Linked DNA regions of Mus musculus: region 2 is linked to region 1. A link is a contact called in public Hi-C data. All regions are on one chromosome and are shown on one strand. Each heading gives the region's core, a stretch centred on a gene start, on an enhancer-like site or on the middle of the called end of the contact. The rest is flanking DNA. Distances are from core to core; before and after follow the strand shown.

What was found. Hi-C and Micro-C count contacts between places; a contact is called where the count stands out from the background.
Region 2: a Hi-C map of forebrain shows a contact between it and region 1, with 2.6 times the contacts expected there. The contact joins two enhancer-like sites. A contact is called at or near these places in 9 of 484 Hi-C or Micro-C datasets (brain, cerebellar granule neurons, cerebral cortex and 4 more) and 2 of 115 datasets of contacts at active chromatin or transcription factors (forebrain and neural progenitor cells).

What each region holds. Positions count from the first base shown.
Region 1 is chr4:142,386,975-142,393,461 of GRCm38.p6, forward strand. Gm42339 (a long non-coding RNA gene) reads right to left here. Exons shown (of 2, transcript XR_003955298.1): 2 at 1-6,487. Among named protein-coding and RNA genes, the nearest start is that of Gm42339, 63 kb to the right of the region's middle. Within about 2 kb of position 3,662, at least 20 of the 459 cell types and tissues checked have an H3K27ac peak or open chromatin away from gene starts, as enhancers often do. A contact at or near this core is called in cortical neurons and forebrain, where this site is marked.
Region 2 is chr4:142,469,534-142,476,020 of GRCm38.p6, forward strand. No RefSeq gene overlaps it. Among named protein-coding and RNA genes, the nearest start is that of Gm42339, 19 kb to the left of the region's middle. Within about 2 kb of position 4,763, at least 24 of the 459 cell types and tissues checked have an H3K27ac peak or open chromatin away from gene starts, as enhancers often do. A contact at or near this core is called in cortical neurons and forebrain, where this site is marked.

The sequences.
Region 1 (6,487 bases), core at 2,412-4,911:
GGAGCCCAGAGCCTTGGGCATGCACTAAGGTGTTCAAGCCCTGAGTCCCACACTACCTCACCTAGCTGTGACACCTTGATTTTGGCCTTAGGTGCTCTTTCTGTTTAGAGTGTGTGAGCTGTGAGGTTAAAGATGTCTCTCGACTATCCACTGGCGCTTGCACAGGTGTTGTATAAGAAAGTGTCCGTGTAAGGGGAGTTATGGTGTGAATCTTAAGTGTCTTCCTCCAGGGCAACTGCGAGGAAAGCTTGTCACTGGCCTGTGGTGTTACTAAGGGCTAAAGGGATCTTTAAGAGGATGGGAAGAAGTTAGGTGATGGGTAGGCATATGAGATAGACAGGTTCTCTCCACTGTATCATGCTGCCACAGACCCAAGGCAACAGAGTCAAGCAGCCATGGGTTGAAACCGACAAGACCATGAGCCAAATAGGCTTCTTCGTAAGTTCATTTCAGGCATGCCGTCACAGTGACAGCAAGCTGGCTCAAACGAGGGCAGATGCACGCTCCCTGAATGAATATGTGAGATGGATAGATAAGCCTTGACGTCATGATGCTGTAGGCAGTGTGGTTATGATGGAGATGTGTACAAGGAGAGTTGGTTCTGACTGGGAAACTGGGCAAAGTGTTGGGGTGGAAAGGAAAGGCACTCCAGAGGGAGGGACCTATGTAAGGCGCAGAAAGCAGAATATGCTTGGGACCTCAGTTGCGATCACTCCATCCATCTTCATTAATTAGATCTGACCCAGAAGCTTCAAAGTGTGCAACAGATGGGCCCAACCAAGTGTGATGCCTAATGCTGACCATTATCAGGGTTTGGAATCACTAAAGAGATAAACCTTTGGGCATATCTGGGAGAGAATTTCTAAAATGGGTTAATTGAGGGAGAAAGACCCACCCTATAATGTGGGCAGCACCATCTTATGGGCTGGGATCTTGGATTGAATTAAAAATTAAAAGCAGAGCCGGGCGGTGGTGGTGCACACCTTTAATCCCAGCACTCGGGAGGCAGAGGCAGGTGGATTTCTGAGTTCGAGGCCAGCCTGGCTTATAAAGTGAGTTCCAGGATAGCCGGGGCTATACAGAGAAACCCTGTCTTGAAAAACCAAAGAAGGGGGAGGTGGAAGCAATGGGGGCTGGAGAGATAGCTCAGCGGGTAAGAGGACTGACTGCTCTTCCGAAGGTCCTGAGTTCAAATCTCAACAACCACATGGTGGCTCACAACCATCTGTAATAAGATCTGACACCCACTTCTGGTGTGTCTGAAGATAGCTACAGTGTACTAATGTATAATAATAAATAAATCTTTTAAAAAATTAAAAGCAAGCTGAGCACAGCAGCCATCTCCTTCTGCTTCCGGACTATGACCAGCCGCCTCCCGTTCCTGCCGACGTGCCCTCCCACCCACAGTGGACTGTATTTCCCATGCTGTGAGCTCAAATCAATCCCTCTCTCCTTTGACTCGTGTTTGCCAGGCATCTTGTCTCAGCAACTTGTGAGCAACTAATACAGACACAAGGTGCATCAGGAACTGTGTCTGACGTCTGAGGAGAGCCGTGGTGACTACTGAGTCATTCTCACCACCCTTGGTGAGAAGCCTCATAGGTTCACCAGAGGGCCCTAGAGAAGAGAGGTTGGGTTTGGTTAGGGGTAGCAGAGTGGGGCGGAGCAAAAGGCTGCAGCCACGAGGCTTGATTCCAAGAGTGACCTGTAGGGGGCGCTATGGCAGGGTCCATCCAGCAGCTGCCTCCTTCCTCCTCCTGGACCTATCCAAAGCCTCTGCTCAGTTAGAAAGACTCCACTGCAGTCTCCAAGTGGAAAGATCACCCGGCCTGATGAGAATCTGCTCCCACTAATTTTAGTGTGCCCCATCTTCACCCCAACAGACTTGCTCCAGGAAGAGAGAATTTTGGTGGTAAGAGTAACCTTCCATTTATGTATAAATTTAAATACGCATGTGCCCCTATACACCCATTTGTGTGCACACATTCATATGTGCACATATTTTCCCCTGTAGCTAGCAAGGAGTGGTGTGTGTGTGTGTGTGTGTGTGTGTGTGTGTGTGTGTCAGGATACAGAAGCTGGCATCCTGCTTCACTAACCTGGACTGTCTACTCTCCAAACACTCTTGATCAAGCAGTCCAGCCCTTTTAGAGTATGGAGGGGAATGCCTCTTGCCCTTATTGGCTGATGGACGGAGGCCTTGATTAAAGACCTTGGGTCCAGCCGCTTTCTTCTCAGCCTTTAAGAGGAGGTGCCAGTGTGTAGCCAGAGTGTAGGGATGGCTTAAATGTTTAGGGACAAGGAATGCAGGAGGAACATGTGAGTCCCTGCAGCCTGGATCTCTGTGATGGGGAACCGGAGAACTCTACATTAGATAAGGCTTCACTCTTCAGAAAAGCCTTTTAAATACTGCCGTAACCCAAAGGGAAAGAGAAAACAAGGTCGGGGTGATTTTAGTGCACTTGGGAAAAATGGTTCTGAGTGTACGTTTGCGGAGGAGCCTTTCAGGGGACAAGAAAACATCAGTGTGCATCAGGACTCGAGAGGTGAGTCTTTGAAGACAAATATGCTCTCGGGATGGAATATCTACCAGTCCCAAACACAGAGCTCTGGCTTTGGAGTGTTATGACTTCAGACAGGATACAACATCACATGTTCCTGACGGCTCTGCTGTGGGTAGAGGGGACAACTGCCTCGTGCAGTTCTTTCTTGCCAAGCGTCTCCTTGCCTTAGCCATCACTTAAAGACGAAGAGCTTAGCAGAAGGTGGGGGGAGGAGTCACAGAACTGGTGGAGGGCTTGGTCGCCTTTGCCTTTGCCTTTGCCACTTTCAAAGTCCTTTCTGCTGTAGGCCAACCGTTGGAAGTAATACTACCCAGGGCACAGTATCTCAGCTCTTTCTCAGAGCAAGAGGCAAGAAGACCAGGGCTGTGGGGACCACAGGTAAGGAGATGTGTACAGTCGTCTTGCCAGAATTCTCATCAGACAAACATAGAAAAAGGCTGCCTGGGCCACTTTTATTGCTTGGGGGTGATGTGCTACCTGTATTTGTATAACCTTACCATAAGACCTGAACCAAATACGTTTAAGGGACTTAAACAAGTATAAAAGATTTTTAGATTGGTTCATGGTATCAGAAGGCATCAGTCCACCAGGGCGGGAAAAGGAGACTAAAGTTTATGATGCCTGAAGCTCTTCACATCTTGGTGACCCAGTGAGCAGAAAGAACAGGGCTGGAAGTAGGGGCCCCAGCCTTTAAAGAGCCACCTCTAGCAGTCCACCTTTACCTCCTTCCTTTACACAGGGCCTGCTTCTTGAAGACTCTGCAGCCTCCCAGCTGTGGGAACAAGCATTCAAAGCCTGAGTTTATGATGGTCATATTGGAGTCAGATCATGAGGGAAGAGTAAGGCACAGGCTTGGCTTTCAATGCTGTCTTAGAGATCTCCAAACTGTGTGAGCTGACAGCTCTGAGCAGCAGCTGCCTCATGACTACGATGGGGGAAACCTCACACCACAACCTCACCAGAGGACACAAAGCTTAGGAATTAGCATGCATGCTGTGGCTCTAGCACATACACGGACAGGACATCGTTATAATCATGACTCGTGTTCCATTTGTTTCTGAGTCGGTAGTCAGTCACAGTAACCAGTGTTTGCGTGGGCCTTGAGGAGATGTGAGGTAATGGGCTATGACTGATCCCTTTAAGGGAAGAGGTGCCCAGGAGGATGTGTGACAGGAGTTTCCTCAAATTTACAACACCCCCAATTCCTTCTCAGCGGTGGTGGTGTCTCCTACTCACTGGAAGCCAACCTGCTGGCTCCAAAATGCAAATCTCTCCGAGGCCAAAGCATATGCATCGTGCTTCCAGAAAGCACACAAAGCAGTAATTTAGAAAACACACCCAACACAAATACCCCGAAAACTGCCTTTGGCGATGCAACACAGCAAATGCAGCGTCTTCCGTTCCCTGATTACTAAAGAAGAGAAGGCCAATCGTTTCTTGGCGAAAGTCTCGTTGTGGAGTGTGCCAACATGCAGGTGTGACCCGCACAGCGCTCCGCATGTGAATGAGTGAACTCTGGCTGGAGCCAGGGAGCTTGGCAAGGGTCCCCCTTCTGATGAGGGCACAGCTCTAGTGGCATCTCGGTGTCAGTCTTGTGAGACCCTGAGCAGAGCCCCCACCATGCAGCCACACCCGGATGCCCGGCCTCCAGACACTGGCAGGGGATCAGTGGCTGGGGGACCATGTTTGTGGTTATTGAGGATCAGTGGCTGGGGGCCATGTTTGTGGTTATTGGGGATCAGTGGCTGGGGGGTGGCATGTTTGTGGTTATTTGCTATTCAGCAATAGAAAAACATAGCTTCTCAGACCCACACAGTGGATTCGTGGAGAACTAGAATCCTATCTTATGTAAGCTGGAAGTCTCTCCAAGGGAGGAACGAATGAGCAGTATCTGAGACAGGTAATGAATAAAGCTGTCATGACCATGCTGGATTCTGTAGCCAGTTAAGCTCTCTCTGTGGCTTACCGTGTGACCTTGGACAGGTTGTTTAACGTCTCTAGGCTTTGGTTTCCTTATCTGTGAAATGGAATAATATGGTGCTGACTTATCTCACAATGTTACCCCGAGGATGGGACAGGCTACCCTGTAAAGCACCTATAGAGAGCACTGCTGTAAGCCTGCAATCCATGTAGCTGGTTACTTCTGCCCTTTTACAAAGGAGATGGAGGAGAAGGAGGAGGAGGGGGGAGGAAGAGGAGGAGAAGAAAGAAGAGGAGGAGAGGGAAGAGGAGGAGAAAGAGGAGGAAGAAGAGGAGGAGGAAGAGGAGGAGGAGAAGGAAGAGGAGGAGGGAGAGGAGAAGGAGGAAAAGAAGATGGGGCTTGGTGGGAGCAAGCAGTGGGTACACTGGTAGTCTGTGAAAGGAAAGGTGGCCTGGTGTTCAAGGTCAGACATGTCTGCCGATGGTAGGAAATCCCCGTGAAGCTGTTTTCTCTCATGTGGAGGCCATGATCCCATCAATATGCTCACCCTCTAGCTGGAGATCCTAGGAAGTGACCTCAGGACACTTTGCAGCTCTGTGCTGGTGCCAGCAACTGGGAGAGTAGAGGGGCAGGAAATCCACTCAGTGGTGCAGGGTGGGCAGGGGGAGATGGCAACAGACAGAGGTTGGAAACACTGCGGTCAGCCTTCATGACCACTGCATCACACCAGCACAGCCCAGGGGACAGCATATAGAATCACTAGAGACAGTGAGGATGTAAGACAAGGTCCCTGACACATGACAGATGTTGGATGGCCATTTTAGAAATTACACATTAAAGAGAGCTAAGAAAGATAAAAATCACCAACTGACAGGATAGAGGGACTCAAACATCTTTCTCACTGCCCTGGACCTCACTGAGCCCTTGTCACCTGAGGCTCTGTGTAGAAGCCAGTGGTGGCCTGAGACCAGACGCTGTGTGCTTGATTACTGTGGCAAGGTAAAGGAGAGTCCTTCAGCCTGAGCCTGTCCACACAGGCCTGCACTGAACGCCAGAGCTGAGAGGGACTGTGGGAATTGAGGTTCTACTCTAGCCAGGTGTGGTGATGCAAACCTGCCAGTCCAGCACGAGGGAGGCTAAGGCAGGAGGATTGTGCATAAGTTGGAGGTCACCTGGGCTATGTGATGACTTTGAAGCCATCCTGGGTTACAGCGTGTCTCCCTATATAAAGACAATAACAACAGCAAATAAACAAACCACATCTCTCCAACTTATTCATACAGAGGAACAAAGGGAATCAAGAGACACCTTGGCACCCCATTACCAGCTACTCTCGGTGCCACTTAGCAACTGATCCTTCAATAGTGTTAAAGCGCCACTCAGTGCAGTTGGCTTTCACAGTGCGTTCCAGACCTCTGCTCATCTCAGATACACTAGGCAATAGCTTTGTACTGAACGTTTGGGGCCAGAGTGATCCAAGGCAAAGTTCCTGGTGATGAATGAGGCTTCAGGGCCAGGCTACAGAGCTCGCACTCCCCAGACCCTGCAACCTGCAGAATGAGTTTCTCTGTGCTTCAGTTTCTGGACTCATGACTTGGGAATACAAATACTATGTTTGCTCACATCAGGGCCCAGGCACAGCTGTCCATGTCATTCCTCAAAGGACCTCTAGGGGGCAGGCTATCACATTCCCAATTCCACTAAACAAAACTGCAAAACCACAAGGCTCTTTTCACCCAGAGAAAGCCCAGCACATACCCACACCTTTTTCTTTCTTCCTTGTAGGAAGAGTGGACAGCATCAAAGCGCCAGGATTGGCAGCTGCTGATAGAGACAGCCCCTTCCTCAAGATTCTGGGTGACCTTCTCAAGCAGTCTGAGGAAAGCTAGAAATTACCTGAAGGCCAGGTGTCTCTGTCACCACAAACATTCCCCACTTAGACCCTGAAGCAGCTGTGCCCCTTCATTCTGCTGCCCTCCATGCCCAGAGGTTCAAAGGTAGA
Region 2 (6,487 bases), core at 3,513-6,012, 84 kb after region 1:
CTCTGTGGATGTGGACCCCGGGGCAATGGTCTATGAGAAGTTGATTGGTCCAGTGCTGAGCATGTTTGGGGGCTATGGGAAATTTCTGAGGCTATAAAGGGAGAGGCAGGGGGAAAGGAAATTCTGGTTGGAGGGAGAGTAAGAGTACCCCACATTCCAGATTTGCTTAGAACATTCCTTCCCAAGATACAGAAAGCACACACGGTCTAAGGACTCAGAAGCCCCAAATCCAAGTCCCTAAGCTTTCTCTCCATTGCTGATCCTGGAGATGTTAAGCTCACAAGCAGCTTCTCTTCCTCAGGGAGAGGCCCCAGCCTTAGGTAGCACCAGCTGAGAGCTCCAGGGTCTCTCAATGGAGCCAGGCTAAGGATGCTTCCTGCTAAGGTGGCATCTAGGGAGGACACACAGGCCTGAATAGCAAGAGGGCCTGTTGGCTTGATGCTGGCCTGGTTTGTGGTAGCAGACTGACCTAGGCACCCAAGTGTTGTCTGACTGAGGGCAGAGACACTGGAGCCAGATCTTGGCCCTGTAACGACTGTATGTTCTTTGGCAAGTACCATGCCATCTCTATGCCTCCGTTTTCCCTGTATGTGAAATGGATACTATCGAGGCACCTGTTTTTTAGGTCACTACAAGGACCTGTGGTGGCCATAAGATTCATTAACACATAGTACCTGATATTGTCACCATCTTGGTCATTATCATGTCACTACAGACAAGGGTCTTTACCTCTTTGAGACATGGTCTCCTTTACTCAAAACTAGGTGTATATGCTGCCCCCATGCTGGGCCTGGGATTCATGTAGTATACATGCTATTACTATTTCCTTCAAACTGTGGCAAAGGCATTGAGCTGAGTTCTCATGCGCAACCACAGTAAAATATTCAAGAAGGAGAGAGCACATACTTTAAGGAGGTCCTGGAACACCGAGGAGCTTTGTCACATACCTCAGAGGTGTGCTCAGAAAGCCACAATGACATGTCAGAAGGTGAATGGAACATCTGAGCCCTGGGCTGACTTCCTTCCAGAGGCCACATGGCTCATAACAAACGACTCATGTGCTTCGAACATTTGGTACAGCTGAGGCAATATTGAGAGAGGAAGGCCTTGTCCTCTCTTCATGGGTCCCTAAGCTTGTGGTGAGATAGAAGGGGACAGGGACTAGAGAGTGAGTGGAAAATCCCCTTGGCAACTAATCTCTGTCCTCCAGCCTGACAGTATGGTCTAGAAGCCTGTTACAAACTCCAGGGTGAAGGTCCTCATTGATCAGAGGGATAAGGGGTCAAGGGCTTTTCAGGAGCCCGACCCAGTGGTCTAGCACCACCTCAACAAAGCCACCAGAATAAATTTAGAACCAATGATTTCCTTTTACACAGAAGCCACCTGCTTGAACAGTTGCTGTTGCCAAACTCAACTCAGACTCCATCCAGCTTCTTTCATGTCTGCGGGGGCTGAGGATTCTGAGGGGGAAGCAGGAAGACCTGCAGAGCACAGCCTGCATGCCACCGCTCAGAGCTGAGGTTCATCAAATGAGCAAGATCATTTAGGTCTCGTGCAGCCTCACAGGGTAGAAGCAGCATTCTGAGTCCGGGTCTTCCGGCAGCTTCTGTGTTAGAGAGGTGGTCCCAGCTAGGGAGTACAGGGATGATAGTTTGGATCTGTGGGGATGTACTCTGCCGCTGCGGATGGCCACCCTGTAGCTTTAGGGATGCTGTCTCTTCTTAGGGGATTCTACCTGAACCTGCTAACCTGCACTATGGGGCATCAACATGCTGAGATGTATTGGTGGCACCTGTGTCATATCCCAGATGTCAGCTGCCCTGATATCCAACCCAAACAATATGGGCTAATTCGTATTTGAAAGATCACTTAACACCCGGCTCCCTGGACCTACCAGACAGAATGAGTTCCCGGCTTGTCTGATCTATGTGGAGTGTGCATGTACATGCAAGCATGGGTGTGCATGTGGAGCCAAGGACCATAGTTCAAGTAGACCAGTGTGGAGCACACAAGGCTTGCCATGAGACTAGGCTCTTGCAACCACAAGAATGGAAAGAGGTGATGGATTTGGGCCCTTTGAACTCTGACCACAGCCAATGTATGTGTCCTTCTAATCCACGTGGGTTGTTAGAACTTCCCAACAAGTATAATTCATTGCTGAAATCATACTAGGCATAGCTTAATTCTGAGTCTTTTATGATTAGAGAGCTTTAAAGTTGAAAATACGGTGGTACATACATATGCATATGCATGCAATATGCATTCACAGGCACACACACATACACACACAGAGTTGGGGGAGAATCTACTGCTAGGAACCTTTCAATGGTTTGGTCTTAAAGATATGGAATTCAAGTAAATGCCCTTGCTCTCTTCTCTGTTGCTCTGATAAAACACTGACCAAAAGCAACTGAGAGAGGGAAGAGTTTGTTTGGCTTATGGATTACAGTTTATAGCAAGGGAAGCCAGGGCAGAAGAACAAGGCAGGGACCTAGAGGCAGGAACTGATGCAGAGATCAGGGAGTAACGCTGCTAACTGGTTTGCTTCTGGGCTCATGCTCAACTATCTTTATTATGTAGCATAGGGTTGGTACCGCCCATGGTAGGCTGGCCTCCCCTAGGTCAATTCTCAATTAAGCAAATGCCCCGCCCCCCAGACATGCCCACAGACCAATTCCATGGAGGAAATTCCCCAAATGAGGCTCCTTCTCCCCAGATAAAGCAAATTGACAATCAAAATTAGCCACACAATAAGTAAGTCCCCTGACATGGGCTGCTAACCAGACTTAGCATAAGAAGTCATCTCTTAAGGTCAGCCATACGATGGGGATGAAAAGGACAAAGGACAGGGACATCCCTATCATCCTGTATTACACGGGAGTGACTACCAGACGAATACATAAAATACCCAGTGAATGTTTCCAAGGCCCTGAGTTTGACCTTCTGTGCTCCATGTGGCTTACAGGGTGGGCAGGCAGACTTCCAGTGAGCAATTCCCACCTGCCAAGCCCATGTGCTACATACTCCCTGGCAGCCAGGAAGTCACAAATTAGGGCCTATAAGATCTCTAAAAGGTGCCATTGGGATTGAGGAGTTAGGGGAAGAGTGTGGAGATGCAGGTCCACCTCACACCAAGATGATATGCAGTTAGTCCTCATGGTGTGAAAACCAGGCCAACTAGGACTTCTGGCTGACATCAAACTAGTTCTGGAAAGCCACAAACATTCAGGAAACAAACACAGTATTATGAAATGAATCAGAATCTCAACTCCAGGGACCCTCCCGAGGCATCTTTAAAGACAGTGGAAAGATAGTAAATGATAGCCAATCAATAACTAATTTCTACCACCCCATCCTCATGTGTAACTAATCTCTTGGTGATTCCACACAGTAATTTTTAGGAGGAGCCGTAAAGCCCCGCCTTTTGGGTTAGACAAAGGCATGGTCCTTCATCCCACTGCGGAGGTAGAGTGAGGGGCCTTGGAGATGTCGACACACGCCTGGGTTCCACCCTCTCTGCCATTTGGAAATCCCCTCTTTCAAAGCAAATAAGATAGGAGCAGAGCGAACGGGAAAGCCAGTGTCAAAAGACAAAAGTTATTTTGCAGAGCAACAGTGTCTAGCATCTCCTTGGAGTCCCTGTACACACCACTCCTAAGGTAATGCAAACTTTTCCAAAGAGTTTTCAGTGTTTTGTAAAGAGGAGATGCCAGGACCCGGGCAGCTATCTATTGTAGTGATCAGAGAAGGAAATACAATCTGTGTGTAGCTATGAAGATTTATAAACATGGAGTCTGATCCTTCCCATCTCCCCCTTTTAATAACTGCAGCAGACAAGGACTGCTTCTCCATCTCTGGCACCAAAGGAAGACACTTTCTGTACCTTGCCAGTGGGGGGCAGGGGAGAGGGTCCAGTTAATCAAACGTACTCCCTATAAAAGCACGAGCATCGGAGTTCAGAGCCCCACCATCCATGGAAAAATGCTGAGCTCAGCAGCGTGAGCCTGCAATCCCAGCACTGGGAGGGCAGAGACTGGAAGGTAGGCAGGGAACGACCGAGGAAAACACATTCTCCACAGGTACACAGGTACACACACCCCAAATAAACAATAAACTCAAGGCGGCGAGCATCCATCCTAATGGGTGTAAGCATGTTATGTTCTATACAGTTAACACCTATTTAAATTGGGTGTAATGGCTCTTAATTGTTTTATTCTATGCACTGCAAAGCAGCCAATTGAATCTAATATTAGTCATTCATCAGATAAAACATTTTCAGAGAAGCAAACTGCTATATTTTGCCTTCAAAGAACAGCAAGCATTTTAAATACACTTTCCCAGAGCTGGGTACCCCGAGGAAAGTGCTTTAGAAATGCTACTTCAAACGACCCCCTTTCTACAACAAGATGAACTGAAACAAATGCTTAGCTCTGTATTTTGGGAGTTTTTTTTTGTTTTTTGTTTTTTTTTTTTTTAAAAAAACCAAGCCTCCTTCTGTCCACCTGTCAAAACCAGTTGTGACCCCATCAACCCAAGAGGTGGCCTCTGGGGCTGTGAAATGCACCACCCGGCACGGATGCCCTTGGCGAGGCTGGCCTACAGTTCTCCTTAGGATTATCCAACTCACTTGCAACAGGAGAGAGGCGATGGGCCCACTGCCAAGAGCTCTTTCAACAGAAATTCCGAAAGAAGATCCTGCGAAGTGCCGAGAGCCGATTTCCAGCAGTTCACTTTCTAGATTCTGTTACATAGCAACCATGCCCGCTCACACAGGGTACCCAGCGAGTTAATAGTTTGTTTAAATGACACTCTGTCTTAACCCTCTAGGAAAACCCAAGTTTGCCTCGTCACATGGCACCAACCCAGTGGTCTCGTCTGCAACAAAATACCCAGCAAAGACTTGATACGCTTCCTTTATTCATTTCCAAAAAGAAATTTAAAAAATTGAAAATGGATCTAACAGTCTCTTGGGGGATGGGGGGAACCAGGACATAAAAGGTGGCATTTTCCTGAAATCGCTTGTGGTAATATTGTTAAAGGCATACTGGCATGCTCTTAATGTCCATAATGTACTTTAGCTAAAAGTGACTTATATGGTTGTATTTTGAAAGATAAATACTCATTGCGTTCAAAAATCTCAGTGTGGAAAGTGACGACGTAACTGCACCAGGTATTCTTAGGGTCTGGTTCCCCTGAGTGGTACCAGTGCAGGCAAACAAGAATCACAGGAGCAACCCTAACCTGGAAGAACAGAAAGCCCCAAGACTCCCAGCTTCCGCGCATCTCTCTGGTGCCAGGTCGGGAGGGACGGGAGGAAGGCAGCCAGCCATACCTGAAAATTAGCTCACAACAACTCCAGGCTCCCCTTTAGGAACATAATAGAAGCCACAGCAAAAGAAGTAACCAGACCAGCTCTGCTGAGGGCTTCTAGAAAAACAGTGTTTAGAGACCCCAAAAGGAGGGGACAAATGAAAGCCAAACCTCACAAAGACAAAATTGCACGTTCTCTCTCTCTCTCTCTCTCTCTCTCTCTCTCTCTCTCTCTCTCTCTCTCTCTCTCTCTTTCTCTCTCTCTCTTCAGGACTGAGGTGCTATTATAGATAAGTAAATGCCCAGGAAGCTTATTCAGGAGTCTCTCTCTTTTTTCCCCACCTGCCTCATTCACATAAAGTCAAACTAACTTAGATGGGCATGTGACCCACAGGTGAGCTCAAGTCAAAACCCATTAACGTGCTTTCTGATTATACAGTCACCAAGGGCCCACGGTAAGGGTTCTGAAAACCATCAGCAGAGCTGACAGGAACAACCCAGACCCTCCTCCTCTGTCCTCCTATTACCTACCCACTGCCAGCCATGGGCATGGGCACATGGCAGGTGCAAAGTTCCCATGGGCACAGGGAGCTGCTGGTGTTGTGTGTTTTTAAAGATACTGAGTGACCCCCAAAGCCACTTCCATGTCTGCAGGCATGAGCCTCTTAGGAGGAAAAAAGGAAAAGAAAAAGAAAAAAACCAAAACACCTCCTGTTGCATCTCTACAACCATTTAGTCATAAGGATACCAGCCTTTCGATTTTCAAGTGAAGTGCACGAGCAGGGCACTCTGGCTTCCATAGCACGCCCAGTCCACCGCGCAACCCGCACTCAGATGAAACGCCACTTAACTTTTCCCTGTCTGAGGAACAGCTGGATGGTGGGAATATCCATTCGGTGTCCCTTTTTAGGGCTCTTGCTTCTCAGCAAAATGCCAGCTCTTAGCTAGTTCTGGAACGCCAAAACACTCTCTGCTTACAAAAATCAAAGCATTATCCTGGGGCCAGCCTGCATCTCCCTTCTCTCACCTACAGTTCTTTCTCACAGGAGAATGACATAACCAGGGCTGGCGGAGGAGAGCAACCAGATGCCAACCTTGAAACCTTGTAGCAAACACCAGAGCGATTCCACAGCCTCACCATTACATCATGGCCAAATTGCATCCCCCGGTTCCTAAA